2 separate regions of the Anser cygnoides genome follow, and region 1 is linked to region 2. Evidence: chromatin contacts called from public Hi-C data. All regions are on one chromosome and are shown on one strand. The core of a region is the stretch at or near the end of the contact, and the rest is flanking DNA. Distances in the headings are between cores, read along the strand shown.

Region 1 (6,339 bases), core at 2,250-4,749, 94 kb before region 2:
GGATATGTAGCCTTTCACCTCTAAGATGCTGTTTTGAATCCTGCCCTTCTCAGTTGCCAAACAAGTGTCAAAGAGCAGCAATTTAGATTACAAGAGCTGAAGGATCTTGATCTATTTTCCAGGGAAAAGATGTTTGCAAAACATGGAAGAAATGAATTTGTCCCCTTTCGTTGGAGACTGACCTTGCTAACCAAAGAATTAACAGTCAGAAACTAAAAGAAGACTGGTTAAGTTATGAACTAAAGTGAACAGTCAGTAAGTCGTGCAGTGAAGGGGCTTACAGATTTAGCAGAACCTTTTCTAACTTTTAAAACTTAAGAGAGTTAAAATAACATCTATCCTTCTAGGAAAAAAAGCTAAGGGATATATGGTCAGGGAAAGGGGCCTGAGTCCAGAGACCAGAAGCATGCACTGCACCGACTATGCTAGCAGAAGCTTTGATACCTGCTTTTTCACCCTAACCAGCAAGAAGGGGCTTGAAACTGTCACTTCTGACTTCCAAACTGTTTGCTGCCATGCTGATGCCTACCTATCAGTGTTCTCTCCAAATCAGGGTTGGCATACAAGCAGAAGAAAAGGTTCCCTTTCTGCATGCCTGTATCACAACTGTCCCATTGCTAAACAGAGATTCCTGTTCTTCATGGATGATGGTCCAGGAGCAGCAGTAGCAATAAACTCTCTTGCTCTGTATAATTGCATTAACCTTGCTCAATCTATGACTGTGAGCTTGGAAACCCCAGCTGACCTCCTATTTTTTCCCATTGGATGGACAAATTTTTATTCACAAATGTAACATAGCCTTGTTTATTGGATTCCCAGGGATTTGGGGTGAGCACAGAGTCTAGACAAACAGGCATGATGGTCCTGAGTGTAAAATGCAACATTTTTTGGGCACACTGTGCTGCCTGAGTAGGAGCAAGCAAACATCCTAAACAAAAGGGAGACCATAAGGAAAAGAAGGAGGACAATTAAAGTTTAATCCAAAGGTTTTGCACACAGAAAGAATTAAAAACAAAAAGAAAACCCATACACCATGAATGGAGGCTGGTAAGAGAGAGCTGCTCTTTGCACGTGACCTGTACTGTGCTGGGGCAATGCAGACAATGCAGCTGGCTTTTGACAGTCCTCCTGTTACTGCTTGCAATCTCTACCTATTTTGGGGTGTAACAGAGGATGCCAGCTCTTACGCAGACTTAGTTTTCAGTCATTTTCCATATTTTGCTCTCAAAAAAAAAAAAAAAAAAGTAATTTTGGTACTGGCAGGTTTCTCCCTTTTCTTCCTGGTGAATGGTGAGGCAAAGAAACTGCTCTGTTTCCCAGCACTATCTAGCACTGCCATGAACAACTTCCCCTTGGCTTACGCAGTCCCTCACAGACCTTTTGTTCCTGACATACTTACAAAAAAAACCTGCTTTGTCTTCACAGACAGACTTCAACACTTGTTTGTCGCATCTTTGTCGCCTTCCTGACATTTCTGGTTTTTGTGACTGTTTTTCCATCATTTTCCCATTTCTTTGGCTTTGTGATGTTGCCTTGATCCTGCTGATTTATATTCTTTACTGTATCTTTGTCTATCCCTCACCCCAACATTTAGATAACTGGCCATTTTTTGCTCATCAAATACTTCTGACTTGGCAATAAATATCTTGAAGTCCCTATTAGTTATTTAACTTTCCCCCTCTAAGCCTATGCTATTCTTTGCTGTGCTAAGTGAAGTGCATAGCCCTCCCTCAAAAGGTCAATCAAAGTCATGTTTGTGCATATCAGGACAGAATTTGGCAACAAAAGCTTCAGTTTTCCCATGTTTTACTTTGCGGAAACTTAAAAATAGAAATGTAAAAAGAAGTGAAGATTTTGCCCAAGTCACATTCCTAACCATATCAGGGATGTTTATTACTGTATGGATGTGCATATTCTCTTGTATTCACTATCCTGAAAGCTCTAGCTAGGTATTTCTCACAGGAGCAGGACGCATGAAGTCAGTGAGCATTTTCCTGAGTTCTGAGCATTCAGTTAGCTGAAAACCTGAGCTTGGTTGCCTTGAAAATATTTGGAAGCTAAAGGGAACAATATGTATTTGGGTAGATACTTGTATATACACAGAGTAATTTTACTATAGAACAGAGTTGAACTGAGAGCTCCAGTCCCTTGTTCTGTATTCCAGAAACAGCTTACTGTGGGACACTTGAAACACTGGAAGTGTAGAAGATTGCTATTCTAACACGAAGGACTGTAAGATCTTGAATTGAAAGATCCTATAAAAAGACAACAGGTGATTGATTAGTACTATGTTATCCTACTGCTACTGGGTTTAATGCAAGGAACAGATATAGTAGAAACCAAGATCTTGAATGTAGCTTTAGACAAGTAAATGTTTGGAGCTGCCATTCAGTCCAAACTTTCCTTCCTCTACTCACAAAAAATGTGGTATCTACAGTATTTTAAGACTGCTGGTGTTCTGTTCTAGAAAATTTTCCCATTGAACAAGGTCAGCTACTTCGTCTCTTAAAGCAACCTTAGCTGCTGCTGCAAAGGTTAGTCTTTAAATGAGAGAGCTGTTATCAGCTTTGAGCACATAAAAATAGTAATAACTTCTACTGCCTAGTCATAAACAAAAAAGTACAGGATGAAACGGTTGCTCACCATGCAAACATATATATTGGCATCCTAAACTGTGCCTAAAAAATTAACCTGCTGGATAGAACAAGATGTCCACAGGAGACAGGAGGATATTCACTGAAGAGGGACAAGCAAGTCTTGAAATTCATCTTCAGGGGAAATTGTTTGATTTTCTTATTTTTAATTACCGCTGCATCAAGTAGATAAATTTTCCATTCTAAGCAACATAACATCCATTGTTTTGCTTTTTACTCTAAAACAAAACAAAACAAAACAGTAAGTGTCTTGCCTGAATTGCTTAGGAAATTAAATACGTCATAGATACAATACCACCTGCAATTTTTTTCAATACTGGATGCCGTTTTATTTAGCAGAACAGCGGTTAGGGCAAATAATTAAGGCCAAGAGGATATGAGAGCCTTAACAGTTGGTTAAGAAAATGTTGTAAGATCAACAAGATAGACCTCAGGCTGCTGGATTAATTGGGTCCCATTGGAGAGTTTCTTACTCCATATCCAGTAATCACATACCATCTGAAGGCAAACCTTTATTTTTGTGCTCTGGGCCATGGAAAAATAAAAAGTTTGCAATATTTTTTGTATTACTTTACCTGCAGATGTGCTTTGCTGAGGTCACATACATGAATCTCAGTAATTTTTCATCAACATTCTGCCCAGGAGTCTGTACTCCTTTATACAACACCGACAGCTCCCAAACTGGTTACTTACTGGGCACATACACAGGCTAACCTTCTCAGATAAAAGATTTCCTGTTTTGTTCACTTTCTTGCTCTACTTTTACAAATGGTCTGTTTTAAATTGCCAGCATTGAAACGTGGAACATAGCTGAAACAAACAGAGATATAAAAAACAGGCTAATGATAAAGAAGGCCTCCTCCTACAGTCACTGCAATGTCTGTAGGTGCAGCCTACGTGGGAACTGCCCAGTGCCCTGACAAGAGAAATACATTGTTTTCGAGAAGAGTTTATACTTGCTGGAGCATGCATTACACAGGCATTTCTTCCTATCCAGATTTTAGTAAATGTTTCCAACAAACCACACTACTGCAAAAGAATACAGATTAATTTTAAACAATGCACAGTATCTTGTTATATCATGCACATTTTTAAAAAAAAAAAGTTAAAAAACATATTAATAGTTTTTTCAAGGCCACGATGATACTCTCTCACATGATCCACATTTTCAATTATTGCATTTCATACAGAGTTTAGTAATTTCTGTAAAATTCATTTTAAAGTCTCATTAAAGCACACTCAGACTTTGCTAATAAGAAGTATTTTGTCTGTTAGTAGAAGTGTAGTGTTTTTTGCACCTGCAGTAATGACAAACGATATGGGAGTGTACCGAAGCCTGGATGAAATTGTTCTTATCTCCTGCTACCATGGTTTATATTTAGAAACACACACACACAAAAATCATGATCAGGGCCATTGTTATAATTCTGAACTGTGCTCTGCATGTTTGAACATGTGTTCAAAGCCCAAGTTTACCTAAAAGAAGCAGTCAACCAAAGATCAAACATTCCCTTACAGGGAACGTGAAGCACCGAGAACTTTGGACTCGGTGAGTTTGTTTCTGCTGCGTTGCTTGGTGTGCCACCTCCCCAGCGCGAGTGAAGGAGAGAATGGTGAGAGGGTTTTTCAGGTGACTCCTGGTGGTCTGAGCAAGTGGAAGGGGCAGAGAGGAGGTACAAGGAGGTGGGTCTAGATGTCTCTTGTCCCTGAGTCATCTCTGAGTCCTGCTTGTGTCTAAGTGCGAAGGGTGGATGAGGAGGAACAAGTATTTCCCATTGGTAATCACAGTCTGTCCTAAGCCAAAGGTCCCCATTAAATCCTTCCATTTCAAATTCTTAGTTGTGACCTCAAAACCCACCCTAGAACCTTTTACCACCACCTTCTCGCTCTCCCCCACATACAGAGTCCTCTGTCCTGCTCCCAGATTCTCTTCCAGCTAACCCCACCCCATACACACACTTGCCCTTATCTGCAGCTCCCCTTCCACTTATGTCCCTGCCTCTCAGAACACAAAACACACTGCACCTTTTTCATTCTTCCTGCTCAGCTTCGGTGATGTCCCCATCTCTGCCATGCTCTTCCCCAGTAGCTGGGTGGTCAGCCAAAGCCTCTCCCTTTCTTGGCTGACCTTGCAGGAGAAAAGGAAGGGATCAGATCTCCTCCTTTAGCCATGATTTCAAAATCTGAGCCTGCACTTATCAGACGTCAATGAAGATAAAACAGTATTCAAAAGAAAACACTAGGGTGAGGAAGAGGATGTAGGGGTAGTCATATTTATCAAGAAAGGTATTTGCAGTACAGGTCTCTGCCCTAATATATTACAGGAGTGGAGGGTGGATAAGGGAATTCACCTAGAGGAAGAAGAAGGGCAGAAAACTTCAGAGGTCAGAGGTCTCCTAAGACAGTCCCTGGAACAACTGAAGGGCACCAGAGCAGAACTTACCTTTCTCCTCAGAACTGCATTACACCTGTGATCTCCTTCACATCTAGAGAAGCACAGCCCAAGCTGTCCCACAAGTGGCACATTTGAGCTCCATCTCTAGATAGAAAGAAATGGGGCCCTAGACCCCCAAGTTCTTGGGAACAGAATGAAGCAAGCCATCAGAGACCTAATTGAACCAACAGGGAAAAATTCCTGGTTTGGATTTTGAGAATATTGCAAAACAGGCAATAAAATTTTCCCCAGAGCTATGTATGAACAACTGTACTGCAGCAGCACAGTGTTATTTGCAGGACATTAGGATATTATGATAGATAGTAACAGGAAAATTCTTTCACATATATTGTTGCAAAATGGCACTGAGCACAAATATATCCTTGAACATTTTTCCACCACTGACAGTGACTAATCCTGTGCAGTTTTAGCCAAAATTTCTCAGAATACCAGGCAGTGCAGAAGAGCAAAGCAGAGGGACCATTGCACAAATTACTGGGTGGCTGTTACCAAGGACAGTCTCTTTGCTGCTTGAACAGAATTTCTTGACAATGTAAAAGTCTTCCCTTAGAGAATACAGAAGCTATTCAGGATGGCTGAAGAAGTGTTGGTTTTGCTGACAACAGCCATCCAACTTGTGGAGGAAGAACAAAACAACTCCCTTATCAAAATATTGTAAAGAGCACTACTTTAACACATACGTCAACTTAGATGTTGCAAACATTGCATCTTTGGGCACTGGAGTGCTGCTGAATTTTGTTTTTTGTGTAAACTGATCATTTTTCTCCATTATTCCTGAATATCTGAATCTTCCTCCTGGTTCCCTGCTTCCCTGTTCTGCTGAAGAAAGCAAACGCAGGATGCAAAGCAAAATGTCAATATCTGAATACGGTAGCCCTTTGGAAAATTTCAAGTGCCTATTCAAATCCAGGGATTGCTAACCCTTCTCACAAAGCTTTATCAGAGTTTGCAATGAAAACAGCAGCAATAAAGATAAACATTATCAGCACTGTAATTCATCTTTCTTAAACATATTGTTTGCAGTGCGCATAATGCGTGCATACAAACTACTGTGTATGTAGCGTGTACCATGCATGCTACCATTTTGGAAGGTATCAGAGAGCTGGGACTGGCAGGTTTGTGCAGTTACATAACTCCTTCAGATAAAGAAAATGCAAAATGTTTAACAGGGCCCTTTGTAAGCACAACATTTCTAAGTAGAAACAATCTCGCATAATGTACGTGTTTCTT
Region 2 (6,731 bases), core at 1,707-4,206:
AACCTGGGTGGGGAACAAGGGCAGCAGAGAGATCTGTCTCTGAATAAGTCAGTCCTTGTCACCTTTCAGCTTGCTTCTGTAAACAAAATTGAATTGTTAGTTCAAGTTGAACATTTCTTGGCATCGTTGCATTTTACCAACAACCATTTAACGTCTTATATCTGGCGATATTTGCTAAAAAATTTTATCTAGTGTGTTTTAAATTGGGATATTAAAGAGAATATCAGAGAAGTAATTAGAAGAGCTGAATGTGGCTCCACAGAACATTAGTGGGCACCGCAAGAAGAGAGATAAAAGGCTTTGAAATGAACTTAAGGCCATGAAACAGGAGGCAAAAGCTGAGAAATGGGTTAAGTCATGCAAAATCTCAGGAACTAGTTCAGGGATTCTATGGAAGAAGCTCAGAGAAGCAAAACAGAAGTGTGGATTAGGAAAAAAAAATATATGTTTTAAAATCAACAACATTCTGGATGAATTGTAAGAGAATAAATTTGGAGGGGGTTAATATAAGAGCAGGGTGATCAGGATTTGCCAAAAGAGACAGAGATTTATAATGTTTAAAAGAATTAGCAGAACCCAAGAGAAAAAGCATAGATAGTGCTTGACAAAGCACTGTTACAAATACTATTTACAGTATACTTCACAGCTTATTCAAGTTGAAATCCTGATGCCCTTACATTTTTTTTTCTCCCCTCTTTGTATCAGCTGGGCTAGATTTCACCCTGCCGTTCTCCTCTGTAGGAAACGCTACTTCCCTCCTCACCACTTCTCACACAAAATGAGAACAGCAACAAAAGTACAAGTCTAGATGAAAGCAAGCAGAGAAGTTTCCAGTTACCAACAAGAGTAAAAGAAGAGCGAGCTATGTTTTATGTTTTAGCTAAACTGGGCTTAAGAGGACAACAGAATATCTAAAAGCGATCATCTGACCAGCAAGGTCAGACATGGAAAGTAAGGTATAATTGGAAGCAGTACAGAGACAAAACAGAAATACACCAGGAGCTAACACACTGAAGAGGGAAGGCCCTCCTCACTGAGGTGTACAGAAGTACTCAAAACAAATACTTTGATCTGCCCACAGTTTGCCTTATACTACTTCTCCTCACTAACTCTGCACCCATCACCACTCTACAACATGCTATAGTCCATCCTAATGAACTAATCTATAACTTTTTCCCTGGTCATTTTATATTTTAGGAAAAAAATCTTTCTGCAACTTCAGGATCAGTTGTGATAAAGGTCATGGAAAAACACTAGCTAAATGATTCCCTCATACCAACGTCAATTTCATCCTAAACTGAGCCAGAGTCTGGATTCTGAATGATATCTACAGCAAGTCAAGCACACTAGGTTTAAGGTACACCCCAATCCAAATAAGGTTTTTCTCTCGGGGATCTTGGACAGGTTTAGGATAACCTAGACTAAGATTTCAGTGAGATTCCAGTACAGCAAAGGCATCCTCGAAAGCACAGCACGTCTTTCATTTTCCCGACATCCCTCCACAATTTCAAGCCTCCATCCACCATTCCACTCCATACCACGACACTGTATTTAATGGGGGTACTGAGACGGTAACAACAAGGACACTGCCAACAGAAAGCTCTGCTATCTGAAGCAGACAGAAAGCAGCCACCAACCGAAGGACGAAGACTTAAACCACAAACTTTTAGAACCAAGAACCATACCCTCTTCTAAGCTTGCACAGTATCAATTACGCCAACAGTCATGAGTCATTTTCCCCGTCTTCTGTATTTTAGCATTTTAGTAGACTTTTTAGCGAATTTAAAAATAAAGTTTTTTAAAAATCCGAAACACAATGAACATGAGGTCTAGTCAATATAAACATCTCTGAAATAAAGTCCCAAAGGACTCATTTCCACTGCTGGAGCCCCGCGTATCTAAGCAGCCTATTTTCCACGGTTCACCGTTGCTGGCCACCATCTTTTAATGGACACCACGTCCATTAAAGGACACTAACCAAGTTTATACTACTCTGCGATTTTATACATACTATTGATTAATAATTAGATTTGAAGAGGCGTTCTGCCAGATAAGAGGGAGAGGACGATTAACCCGCTCCGCATGCTTAGAAAGAGGTCTTTGGGCTGAAGTGGAAGAGGGCTGCAAGCATCCCTGGGTGCGAGGCGCTCATCCCTGGGCGGCCTGAACTTTCCTTCAGCTGCCCCGACTGACCCCTCAGACCTGCACTCAGCGCCCTGACAACTCACAACGAGGGCATTCAGTACGGGGGAGAAAACATGGGAAATAAATAAATAAAGTCCAGCCCAAACAGAAGACGCTCAAGACGCTCGGCTTCACCTTCCCCTCCTCACACACGAGGGAGGGAGCCCCTCCGGGTGGGCCAAGAGCCGCAGCGAGCACCTCGGTGCCGGGCTGGCAGCGAACCGGGGGCTCCCTCCTCGCCCCGATCGCGGGCCCCCGGGGCTCGGAGCTTTCCTCGAGGAGGCTCCGGGCTCGGCGGAGACGGGACCGCCGCTGGCTCTCCCCGGGGAGCCCGGCACTGCCCCTGCCCTGCTCCCGGCCCCGCTCCCGGTCCCGGTCCCGCCCCGGGGCGCCCGGCGGCACCTGCTCCCGCCCGGCCGCCAGCCCGGTACCTGCAGAATCTTGTCCAGCCCCTCCTGGCCCAGGCAGGGGAACTGCTTGAGCAGCTCCGTCTTCTGTCGCTTGTAGTCGTCGGTGGCCGAGCGCCAGTGCGGCTCCTCCAGCACCTCGAAGATCGCCGCCCCGATGGACAGGTAGAAGATGATGGCCGAGGTCAGCAAGGGGCCCCTGTCCACCATGGTGCCGCCGGCGGGGAGGCGAGGAGAGGAGAGAGGAGAGGAAGAAGAGGGCCGGGGAGGGCGGGCGGGCGGAGCGCGGCGGGCGGGCCGGGGAGGCTGCCCCGCGTTGCGGCCGTGGGTGCCCGCGGCCGCCCCTGACACCTCTGCCTTGCCCCGCCGTGCGCCGCGCCGCCTCTCCCGGCCGCTGCCGCTTTCCCTTAGAGCCTTCCACACTCCCCTCCCACTCTCCTCCTCCCTCACTTCTCCTCCTCCGCTCCGCTCCTCTCCTCTCCCCCCGGCTTGCCTCCTTCCCCCGTGGTTTTTTTTTTTTCGTTTTTTTTTTTTCTTTCTTTTTTCCCTCCCCTCCCTCCTCAGCAGCGATTTGAATTTGGTGCCCTCCCGCTTCCTCCCCCTCCGCCCAGCCCCAGCGTGCGCATGCGGGGCTGCGGGCGGGGGAGAGGCCGGCGGGGCGCCCCGAGGTGCGGCCCCCGGATGGCCCCGGCTCTGATCTCGGTCCTAGCCCCTATCCCCCATCCCAGTCCCGGTCCCGGTCCCGGTCCCGGTCCCGATCCCGGCCCTCACCCGCCCGTGAGGGGCCGCGCCGGGGAGAGGAGGGTGCGCGACCTCCCCGCCGCCGTTGGGAGCGAGTGTGGGGGCCGCTGAGGTGAGCCCGGCCTCGCTTCCCTCAGTGACTTTTTGTTACCGTCGCTGTTACTTGACTCATCCTGCCAGGTTCCCCGGAGGTTTTCGTTTTCGACGCTGGAAGGTTGTGAAATAAGGCGTTCGGCAAAGCGCTGGAGGAGAGGTGGCAGCAGCTCTGAGGAGGACAGAAGGGGGGCGGCGGGCAGGCTTTGCCCTTGCCCCGGGATGTTGTCCGTGGGTGTTATGGACCCTTCACCACAAGAACAGCATCTCCCTTCCGTCATGCATTTTGTAAACTCAATAAATCACACGTTTCTGTATGCACCCATGCGTGTGGGCCTGTGAGTTTCCATGAGATGTTCAAGCTCTCTGGGGTGAAGTTCACCAGCTTGCCGTGATCATGGAGCCCTTCCCAGGAGCCTTTCATGGCCACGCTCCTCCACAGTCGTACATCAGGGCTGCTGGAAGTGGAGTTGAATGGTCAGAGAAAGATCAACTCAGTGACGAGATAGAGCTGTGTGTTACATGACGTGGCAAAGGGCTCCTGGTGTGCATGCAGTTTGTGTTAGGAATGCTGTTATTGTGGCATAACTTAATTCCCCGACTCCCCTAGCCCTCTTCCCCCTGGACACCCAAGAAAATGGTCAAAAATGCAGAGGTGTCCAAAGGATTTTTAGGTGCTTAGGTATGTCAGCTGGAGTCCACACACCAAAGGGCTGAGGTTAGCCTGCTGAAATTCTCATGTGGCCCTAATTGAAATGGGAGGAGGGAAAATGGAGAAAACTGGAAAGAGGAAGGAAACAAGGAGAAAATACACAACAAAGTATGAGAAAGGAAAAAGGAGAACATGTGGAAGGCAAAGGAACTGCCTCGGTTAGGAGGTAGCCAGAGACACCTATCTGTAAAACTTTGACTCATGCCAAATGGATGCTCTTGTGAGACTGCCCACAGAAATTTACATGGCCCTTAAGCAGTCCTTCCTACTAGCTTGTACAGTGCTTGATGAAAATACATCTGCCAGAGGTTCCTGGCAGCTTAAAAAGCAGGACTGGAGAAACCACAAAATCCACAAGCATGTTACGTGATCAGCATCGCTCTTTTTTTGCATGGGATTCCCCAGTTATGTAAAGGCAACATTAAGAAGACAAAAGGATTGCCAAACTGTAGTAGTAAAAAAAAAAAAAAAAAAAGTAATTATGTGCTAGAAGAGATCAAGTAGAAGGTGGCATAATACACATTTTAAAAATAATGAATGGTATAGGGAAATTACAATAATTTATTTTAAAGCAAAAGTGGGGGGTGTTTCATGAAGTTGTAAGGCAGAACTCTTAATTAAATGGAAAAGAAGGATTTCATGATGCATGATTTTTGCAGGAAAATTATTCCCAGGTGCTATCATTTGGCCCAAGAGCTTTGCAAAACTTGAAAAGCCATTGGCCATATAAATGAATAATGTGAGCATCCATCATTGCCTTACTTAAGGATTTAAGATTAAAGTTAAAAAGGGTAAGGTATGTAAAAACTCAAAGCAAGTGACTGAAAGCATTAAGCAAGATGTTTCCCATAGGGTGAACTATGATATAATTCTACTTCTGGTGTTCTCGCACCTTCTTCTGAATCACCTGCAAGTGGTTAGGATATTCCAACAGCAGGAACAGTAGTCTGACACGTTATAGCAGTGTTTCACTTGTGTGTTCCTGACCCTGAACATCTGTGCTTCATAACTGGAAGGTATTTGATTAAATTTTGAAAATGTACTCTTCTCCATCTGTCTCCGAGTCTCTAAAGGCCCATTTATACCATTGAAACTCTATCTTAAAGGGATGAGGAATGACACAAATGACCCTGAACCTACTGCAATTATATAAGCATGGATGAGAGCGCTTTCAGGCATTTTATAGGAAGTTTGTTTGCAATTTTGATTCAACATTTCTGCTTTCCACTCTAAACTCTCAATCACTGATTGCTTAATTAGTGCTCTCAGTTACTGAGTCAGTCAGTGTTTAAAAACAAACAAACCTGTAGATCACACACCATTTTTCCCTGTGTTGAAATGCTATTGCACTTGTTAGACTGTCTCCTTGTGTTTCTCCAAGTTCCAAAGAGATGATCCTGGTAAGGATAACACTGTTTAGAAGAATAGTTTATTCCCCAATGAACAGTAGCCAACTACTCCTGCAGTTAGTAGTCATTCTCTCAGTATCAACAAACTTCTTGCAATGAGGTGTTTTACTTCTTTTCTGCAGAGCAAATTACAAGGCATTTTTTCATGCTGCTGTCCAAGCAAGTGCGGCAAGAAAGAATGTTTCTGTAGCTGGCCTCTCTTTGCACCTCCTGATTTAAAATGCCTCTCCTGACCTCATAAAAGATCCCATATCCTTTTATTCATGGCCCTTTTATACTCTCTGTTTCCCTTGGATTAAACAGTACCCCTATTGTTAACCCACAGCACCTGCCACATAGGCCCCACAGCTTTTCATGCTAGCTAAATTAATGAAAAGTCTAGGGTTATTCACTCAAAGGCTTTTAAATCTCATTAAAAACCGGGGGAGAAACAGCAGATAGCACTCTGGTGAGCAATACTACAAGTATCAATCATTTGTAGTATTTGCATAGGTCATTATTCAGGCTGTCCAGTCCAAAAGGAAATCTCTTTCATCCAAGCTGTATGTCTAAGACACATTTGCTGTACAGATGTTTCCTAGAACAGCCCGAAATGAATGAATAAATGTCAAAAAATGTTTTAGATGGAGCAAATAGAAGACATTATTTGGGCAAAGGGAACCTGTCATGTAGTGTCAAAAACTGTGTATTGAACTGAGTACAAACAAGGAAAAACGATTAGGTCTCTTCAAGCCTGTGCTATTTTTCACTTGGAAGTCTATTTTTGGCTCGTCGATGCCCCTGTTCTAAATGATACCTGTCAACTCTGCATCTTTCTGTTTTCTTTATCCATCACAATTTGGGCACCTCCAACATCGCTTTCAAGTGTTACACATCTAGCCATAGTTTTAAGTAAGCTGAGGGGTGTACTATTGTGACTAGCAGTTCTGTTTCTTTAGTACAGTTGGGTGTGTACAGAAAGGGTAAGGCTGGTGTGCAGATGATACAGAATTTTACGAGACATTTGTAGAAAGTTCAAAATTTTTTCCATGCGTTCATTCACACCTATTGGACTAAATATTTATACATAGCACATTTTGTGCCCATGTGTACCATGAACATACAGTAACGTATTCTAAGTACAAAAAAGAATAAAAACCTTACCAAAACAATGCACATACCACTGCAACAGACTTCTTCACCCAT

What was found. A called contact is a pair of places that touch in the nucleus more often than the background predicts.
Region 1: a Hi-C map of fetal liver shows a contact between it and region 2, with 1.6 times the contacts expected there. The contact joins the enhancer-like site here to the promoter of KCNK5 in region 2. A contact is called at or near these places in 2 of 7 Hi-C or Micro-C datasets (fetal liver and liver).

The regions. Positions count from the first base shown.
Region 1 is chr3:32,749,086-32,755,424 of Taihu_goose_T2T_genome, reverse strand. No RefSeq gene overlaps it. Among named protein-coding and RNA genes, the nearest start is that of SAYSD1, 15 kb to the left of the region's middle. Within about 2 kb of position 3,499, at least 2 of the 3 cell types and tissues checked have open chromatin away from gene starts, as enhancers often do. A contact at or near this core is called in fetal liver, where this site is marked.
Region 2 is chr3:32,654,560-32,661,290 of Taihu_goose_T2T_genome, reverse strand. It overlaps KCNK5 (potassium two pore domain channel subfamily K member 5), which reads right to left and starts at 2,956. Exons shown (of 5, transcript XM_048080093.2): 1 at 2,616-2,956. The coding sequence starts at 2,801. It overlaps LOC125184888 (a long non-coding RNA gene), which reads left to right and starts at 3,119. Exons shown (of 2, transcript XR_007169489.2): 1 at 3,119-3,444; 2 at 3,513-3,747.